Regions from separate parts of the Mustela erminea genome. Here region 2 is linked to region 1. The links are chromatin contacts, called in public Hi-C maps. All regions are on one chromosome and are shown on one strand. The core of a region is the stretch at or near the end of the contact, and the rest is flanking DNA. Distances in the headings are between cores, read along the strand shown. Region 1 holds the start of GRK5 (G protein-coupled receptor kinase 5). Region 2 overlaps GRK5 (G protein-coupled receptor kinase 5).

Region 1 (3,543 bases), core at 614-3,113:
ACAGAACCTTGGTGTTTGTTAGAAACATCAGAATCTCAGGACCCACCTAGTGGAACAGAATCTGCATTTTAACAAGATCCCCAGGTAATCTATATGTACATAAAGTTTAGGAAGGCTGCCATGAGGCACAAACCACCTAAAAGGCATTCAGCTTTAGTTTTGTTTTGCTTTTATGTTAGCCACAAAAACTTTGGGCTACAGCAGGCCTTAGGCTCCCGGTTAAGTAGCAAGTGACCATTGTAGTTGTCGAGCTCTGATACGCTGCCAGCTCTAGGATTCTCTCTGAGAAATACCCTATCGTTATAAGTTAGGGCTCTGGGTGCATATATAGTCAAGATGAAGCCTGCGTTGCTCAGGACAGTAATTCCTGGAGTGGAAGATTCCTAAAAAGTCATCTGCAGGCAAACTGTGATTGTCCCGGCTCTGCAGACGGGATAAGTCAGGCCCAGGGAGACCCACTGACCTAAATCCACACACCAGGAAGCGGTGGCGGCGGCAGTGGTGAGTATATAGCATCAGGAACAGGACATTTCTGTGCTGTTAAAATCTGCGCCCATTCTGGTTTCCAAGGCTTCGAAAGTATTGGTTTCTGCACATTCTCCCATGTGTAGTAATTGTTCTCCGTTTCTCCCAGCACCTCCCTGGCACTTCCTGGCAGCCCTGGGGACAGAAGGTTTCCTCCTTTTTAGCAGAGAGGGCCCAGAGCCGCTTCTGAGCGGATATCCGGCCCGCAGGATGCAGAGGAGGCAAAGGCCTCATTGTTCCTTGGGGCCAGCCGCCCCTCCCCCACCTCCCGTAGGCCTCGCAGACCTCGGGGGACTCCCCATTTCCCAGGAGTGGGACCTTCAAAGAAAGCAAGCAAGAGAGGCGGAATAGTTCTGAAATCTCATGTTCTGAGCATAGCGCGGAGAGGCGCTCAGAGCCCCAAGATAAATAAACCCGTCATTTGAAAGCGTCTTTCCAACAAGGGCTCCGCGTGGTTACTCATTACCGCTCTCCACGGCCGACCCGGGCGATTCCGGTACCTTCTTCTAACCCGTAATATTTGACTGTAATGAGGGTCGTGAATTCACGGGCCCCGCTTGCCGGAAGGCACTTTATTAGCTGAACGAGCCGCTTCCCACGCCCAGATCCCCCGAGTGCCCGCCAGGCGCGCGGGGGCGGTCCCGAGCCCAGGGGGGCGCGGTCCGCGTGGACCCGCCGCCGCGCAGCCGCCCCCGCGGCCACTAGGGGGCGCTCGGACCGCACGGCCACCAGCGCGGGGAGGCCGCCGACTCGCAGACCCCTTCGCGCCCTCGGAGGAAACAAAGTACACCTTTGTCAGCGTCCCGGCACGTGTGCGTGTGAGACGGCGCACACGGGCCGGCCTCAGCGTGCGCAGCGCCCCCCAGGCTGACCTTCCTCCCACTCGAGCACGCCCCGAGGGGCTGCCAGGACCCGCACCGGCTCCTGCAGGAACGCGGCGCTTCGCCCGCCGCCGCCGTGGCCTGTGGACTTCGCTTTCCCCGCTCTCGGCAAGGCGGGAAACGGGCCAGAGGGAGCCTGGCCCCGGGACTGGGGGCTACGGCTCGGCCGGGCCGCCTTTGATTCGCCCGCTGCCCCTCGCAGCCCGGGCCTCCCCGGGCTACCCCTAGCCTCCCCGGGCCACGTGCGCTTTCAGTCCGGGTGCAAGTCCCCGCCCGGGCAGGTCTCCGAGTCAGGAAGCCCGCGCGCCACTCCGGCTCAGGCGGCGCGCCCGCAAGACTACAAGTCCCAGCAGGCCCCGCGCCACGATCGCCGAGGCAGGAGGCGCGGCCCGCCTGGCGCCTGCGCAGTGCGACCACCCGAGCCTGCTAGTACCACACCCCCGGGAGGGACGGAGGGGAGGCAGAAGCATCCGAAGCATTAAAGCATCGGAGGGAGCCGGAGGGGTGGAGAATGGAGTGACAGAGAAACGCGGAGGGTGGGGGGTGGGGGGGAGACTGTTGAGGGAGGGGGGAGGGGGGACACAGAGGGAGGAAGAAGCGGCGGCGGCGGCTCCTCTTTGCAGAGGGGGAAAACTCCGAGGGATAAGAGCAGGAATAATGCGGTAGGCAAGGCGGGCTGCTCGCTCCCGGCTCCCGGCTCCGGCAGCAGCGGCGGCAGCCCGAGCAGCGGCAGCAGCAGCGGCAGCACCCCCAGCAGCTGACAGCCCCGCCGGCAGGCTCCCTCGCTGACCGCCGACTGTCAATGGAGCTGGAAAACATCGTGGCCAACACGGTCTTGCTGAAAGCCAGGGAAGGTAAGAGGCAGGGCTGGTGCGTGCCTGGCGTATTCGCCGCGGGCCAGGGTGCGGGCGTCGGGCGGCGTGTAGGCTGGGGCTGTGCGTGTGCAGGATGCCCGCAGTGAGTTGGTCGCGAGCAGGACACCTCGGAGGGCTGCTCTGCAAACGCTTCAGGGGTCCTGCCCTTGGGCTCCGAGAATATGGACTCGGGTAGAGAAGCAGAAAGGTCGAGGTTGCAGGGATTAAGATGCTAAAATCTCCCTTAGTTTCCGGCTCTAACCTTACAGACCCTGCCATCTCGGCAGCTGTTGAAAGGTCAGTTGGAAAAGCATTCATTCAGGAAGAGATGGGCAAACATGCAAACAAAATAGCTTTTCGAGTCGGCCCGGGATGGTTCTGTGAGTGTGAATCGGTGTGTGTGTTGGGGCGGGTGTGGGGGGGTGGAATTAGCAGAAGCCAAGTCTTTGCTTGCGCAGGCTGAGTTGATATAGGCTATTGCTGGAAACCATCCGCTGGGAATGTTTCTTAGGGAAATCCCGTCGTGTGGAAGGAAGCCTTTTAAAGGCAAAGTGAGATGTTAAGGAATTAGCCCGTTCATAGAATTACGGGAGATATGGCTGTACAAATCACCTAGAAAATAATTCAGAATTTCAGAGTTGGCTCCCCCCCCCCTTTGGTGATGGGAGGAAGAGATAACTAAACTGTCTGATCTCGGTTCAGTTAAGAAAAGAAAGGTAAGTGTGCTGGGTGCTTAGATGCGTTTTGGGTGCTAATTATTAGATTTCCTGCGTTTAGCTGGCAGGAAATATCGTCAAAACGAAGTGGGTAAGAGCCTAAGTCAAAGCTGTAAACACACATTTTAACTCTTCCATGAGACGGAAAAAAAGAGAGCGAGAGAAAGAAAAGAAAAGTGACCCAGAAACTTAGATGCTTCCTAAAATGATTGCGTGTAAACATACATATTTAGGAACACCTGGAATTTATGTAACATCTCTTTTGCCAAGATTTGAGCTCTGGCGTGCAGCCGTTTTACAAAAAGGGGAAGTGGTTTTTCCCTTTCATGGGAGGAGGCTTTCTTTGACACCCAAGGTAGAAGGCAGCCTAAGTAAGGTCTTGACTTCAGAGGGCTACTCAGGGAGCAGTCCACGAAAATGCCTTACCTACTTAATATTTTCATTCACCCACTTTGATGAATGAAGGAAGAATTTCTGGCCAGCAATAAAACGATTCATGTTTACCCAGGCAGTTCCATCCCCTTGTGGCTATGTACACGCTGTGCCGGTGGGTGATGCGCGGCCCAG
Region 2 (3,543 bases), core at 329-2,828, 110 kb after region 1:
TCTGTTCAGCAACGCCTTGGCAGCACGTCCCCCGGTGTCCGCCTCAGTGCATTAAACACCCCTTGTTCGGGGCACCTTGGAGCTAGCACCCAAGAGAGGGAGAAGAAAAAAATGTGGGTAGAAGGGTATTTGGGGCCAGGATAAACGTTTAAATTAAAAAAAAATTAAAATAACCAAAGAACAACAACAAAAAATTTATCCCTTCAAGAGCTCCTGTGGGTCTGGGTTGCTGCCGGCCCCGAGCTGTGGCCCTTTCCAGCCCATGTCAGAGAGGAACATGCAAAATCGAGAAGCATTTGGAGCACCGCTGGCAGGTGTTTCTGTGTTCCACAGTTGTGCTGTCCTTTTATCATCTTTAAAAATTGTTTTTAGAATTATCTCTTTTTTTAAAGATTTTATTTTATTTATTTGACAGAGAGAGAGATCACAAGCAGACAGAGAGGCAGGCAGAGAGAGGGAGAAGCAGGCTCCCCACTGAGCAGAGAGCCCAATGTAGGGCTCGATCCCAGGACCCTGAGACCACAACGCAAGCCGAAGGCAGAGGCTCAACCCACTGAGCCCCCAGGCGCCCCATTCCTTACAAAGTAAAATACATCCATTGATAAAACTGCCAAAATGTAATCTAAAAAGTGGAAAATAAAAATTGCCAGTAAGTTCACCGCCGTGAGCATTTTGGTCTGCGGCCCTGTCATGGTCTGTTCTGCTTACGGAGAGAGAGTTGTCCCCCCTGTCATGGGTCTCCCTGCCCCGAAACCAGACATCTTTAAAAACTGACATAGACGGCTATAGGATCCCCCACGGGACTGGGAGGCAGAAGACTGAGGTGTTCAGGCCTCCCCCACTGGTGCTTTTCAGTGTGGTCATGTGACCCTTCAGGAAGACAAGTGCGTAAAGGAATTTTCCTGTCGCCCTGAAGAGCGGCGATCCGTTCTTCTAAAGCTGCCCCTGTATCTGGTCTTGGTGAAAATCACTGCCTTCCCTCCTATGGCCCAGAGACCTGGGAGCTTCCCTTTCCCTGCCTGCCCTCTCCTGCCCAGCACACATGGTTAATCCCTTTCCAAGGCAACTCTGCATACATACTATCTCTGGAGGTGGCTCCTCTCTCCCTACCCCTACTGCTTCCCTCACCCTGGCCACCTTCCTCTCCTGCCTGAACTCCCGGGTCTCCCCTGCCCTCAACTCCATCCAGACTCACCCGTGTCCAACCAGGCTCCACACAACAGCCAGGAAGCTCATTCTAGAACGTCCATCTGATCGTGCCACCACCTGCGGCAGTGACTTTCTGTGGTGGTCAAGTTGGAGCCCTAAGGTCTTACTGAAGCGGACCACGCCCTGCCTTACCTGCCCTTGCTTACTGCTCCAGCTTCCCCGGCTCCTACCTGTCCCCCTACCCAGCCACTCCCTCGCATTTCCTCCCTTCTCCAAGCCTTTCCCAAACGCACTTCCCTAATTCTGCCTGGTAAACCACTCAACCTTGCAGGTTACTTCCTCCAGGAAGCCTTCTCTGCGGACCTCCCCAGCAGCAGTCTGATGACTCCTTACCCTTGCAGCAGTCTGATGACTCCTTACCCTTGCAGCAGTCTGATGACTCCTTACCCTTGCAGCAGTCTGATGACTCCTTACCCTTGCAGCAGTCTGATGACTGGCTTCCATCATCCACTGCCATGTCCGGCCCCCAACACCAGTGTCTCTGTGCCAGGCCCTTTTACAATCTTAATTTTCTTTCATTGATTGCTCAGATGTTTTTGTTCTCCTCTGGGGATGGAATACAAACAATCTTAATCTTCCCAAGTCCTAGAATGATGGCTGATGGGTCTTCTTTTTCTCTCTGAGTCCTTTTAAACGGGCCCTGTCCTCTCCCCTGCTGTGCCCTGGCAGACATGAGGGGGAGGCACGGGAGAGGTAAGAGGGGGTTCATGACTCCAGCCACCATGCTGGCCCCTCCGGCTGTCAGAGCCTGACTGGCCAGGCAGAGATGGGCCAAGAAGTGCTGCTCCAGGACTCTGGCTGAGCTCAGCTTGGGGCAGAGCAGGGCACAGAGAATGGCTTTGCCGGAAGACTCCCTCATCAGGTCTTGGAGTGCGGGGGCTGTAGGCCCTGTGCTAATGCCTCAGGGACAAAGCTACTGAAGGGCTAACCCAGCTCCGTTAAGTTGGGGTGGGGACAACAGTGAAGTGCATGAGCTCTGGTGTCAGAGGGAGCTGGGTTTGGACCAGCCTCTATTCCTTACTGATTGTGACTTTGGACAAATGCTTTACCTTCTCAGTCCTCAGTCTCCTTACCTGCAAAATGGGAATAGGCCTGTCGCAAGGATCAAATGAGGAATTGCACAGGGAGGGTCTTGCTGAGGGCCTGGCATGCAGTGAGCCCTCCAGCGTGGCCACTGCTTCGTCATCACTGCTGTTCGTCATTGTCCCTGTCAGCAAGAGTCCTGCTCAGTTCAGAGCTCTGTTTCTTGGTTTCCCTGTGAGTGGCGGTTGCCAGGTCCTGCTGGGTTTAAGTTTATCTGTTCATTCATTTGTTCATTCATTCTGTTATGTGCGTGCTCTGTGCCAGGGATCTGGGGAGCTGCCAGGTGGTGGAGAACTGCTTTCAGGAGTGGCTCTTGGCAACACGGGCTGGGCCACATTTATTGCTTTATGTAACCCGGATATGACCCTTTCCCCCTTAGTCCCACTTCTATCCCTCAAAGCTCTACTGACTAACTCCCTGCAGACCTAGAAGATCAGGATGGGACCCTCTCCCCACAACAAAGGCCATGTGACCCGTCCCCCTGCCTCTGGGCAGGAGGGACTCTAATGAACTCAGACACGTGGGGTGATAGCCAATCCCAACCATGAACCCCTGTTCAGCCTTCACTCTGGGCAAGGCCCCCCAGGGGACCCCCAAGGGGGTTGTAAGGACAGTTAGGTCTCTTCAGGGAAGGGAAGTTGGGAAGACAGGGCAGAAAGCACACACATGATGCTGAGTGACAGCCATGTGAAAGTGGGCAGCTGTCACATGTTCTTCCTCAGTGGCAAGGGCCCAGAGGCGGGGTAGGGAAGGGAAACAGAGGCATCTGTGCAGGATGGAAAGGTTCACGTGAGCAAGTGGGAGAAAAAGTCCGCAGTGAAGCATCAGACAACCAGCAAGCATTTCCTAGGCACTTACTATGGCTGGGAACTGGACTCTTGGCTTTACAGACGCACACTCATTGAATCGTTATAAAACCCTGTGGACTGGCGGCCACTTCCTCCACCCTCTACTCTATGGATGGAGATGCAGAGACTCAGAGAGATTTGTAAATTGCTCGCACTTACAGAGCTCTGGAAGCAGCAGAGTCCAGATTCAGACCTGGGCCTGTGGATTTCCACCACGGTTGCCGTGCCTTCCCCATGAAGATAGGACAACACGGGGCATGTTTGGGAAGTGATGTGCACACTTGATGGGCTTTGTGCAGCAAAGTCATGAGGGAAGAGGTCCAGGGGAGGCTGGCTCAGGTCCAAGACACCTTCTGTGCCTCTGGCCCAAAAGGTTAAGTCTTTGTGCCACAGGTAGTTGGGA

The links. Hi-C and Micro-C count contacts between places; a contact is called where the count stands out from the background.
Region 2: a contact with region 1 is called in a Hi-C map of fibroblasts, with 2.3 times the contacts expected there. The contact joins the enhancer-like site here to the promoter of GRK5 in region 1. A contact is called at or near these places in 2 of 3 Hi-C or Micro-C datasets (fibroblasts and spleen).

The regions. Positions count from the first base shown.
Region 1 is chr14:80,457,300-80,460,842 of mMusErm1.Pri, forward strand. It overlaps GRK5 (G protein-coupled receptor kinase 5), which reads left to right and starts at 1,864. Exons shown (of 13, transcript XM_032312596.1): 1 at 1,864-2,260. The coding sequence starts at 2,209.
Region 2 is chr14:80,570,018-80,573,560 of mMusErm1.Pri, forward strand. All of the region lies in intron 2 of GRK5 (G protein-coupled receptor kinase 5), which reads left to right. Among named protein-coding and RNA genes, the nearest start is that of GRK5, 110 kb to the left of the region's middle. Within about 2 kb of position 1,579, the one cell type or tissue checked has open chromatin away from gene starts, as enhancers often do. A contact at or near this core is called in fibroblasts, where this site is marked.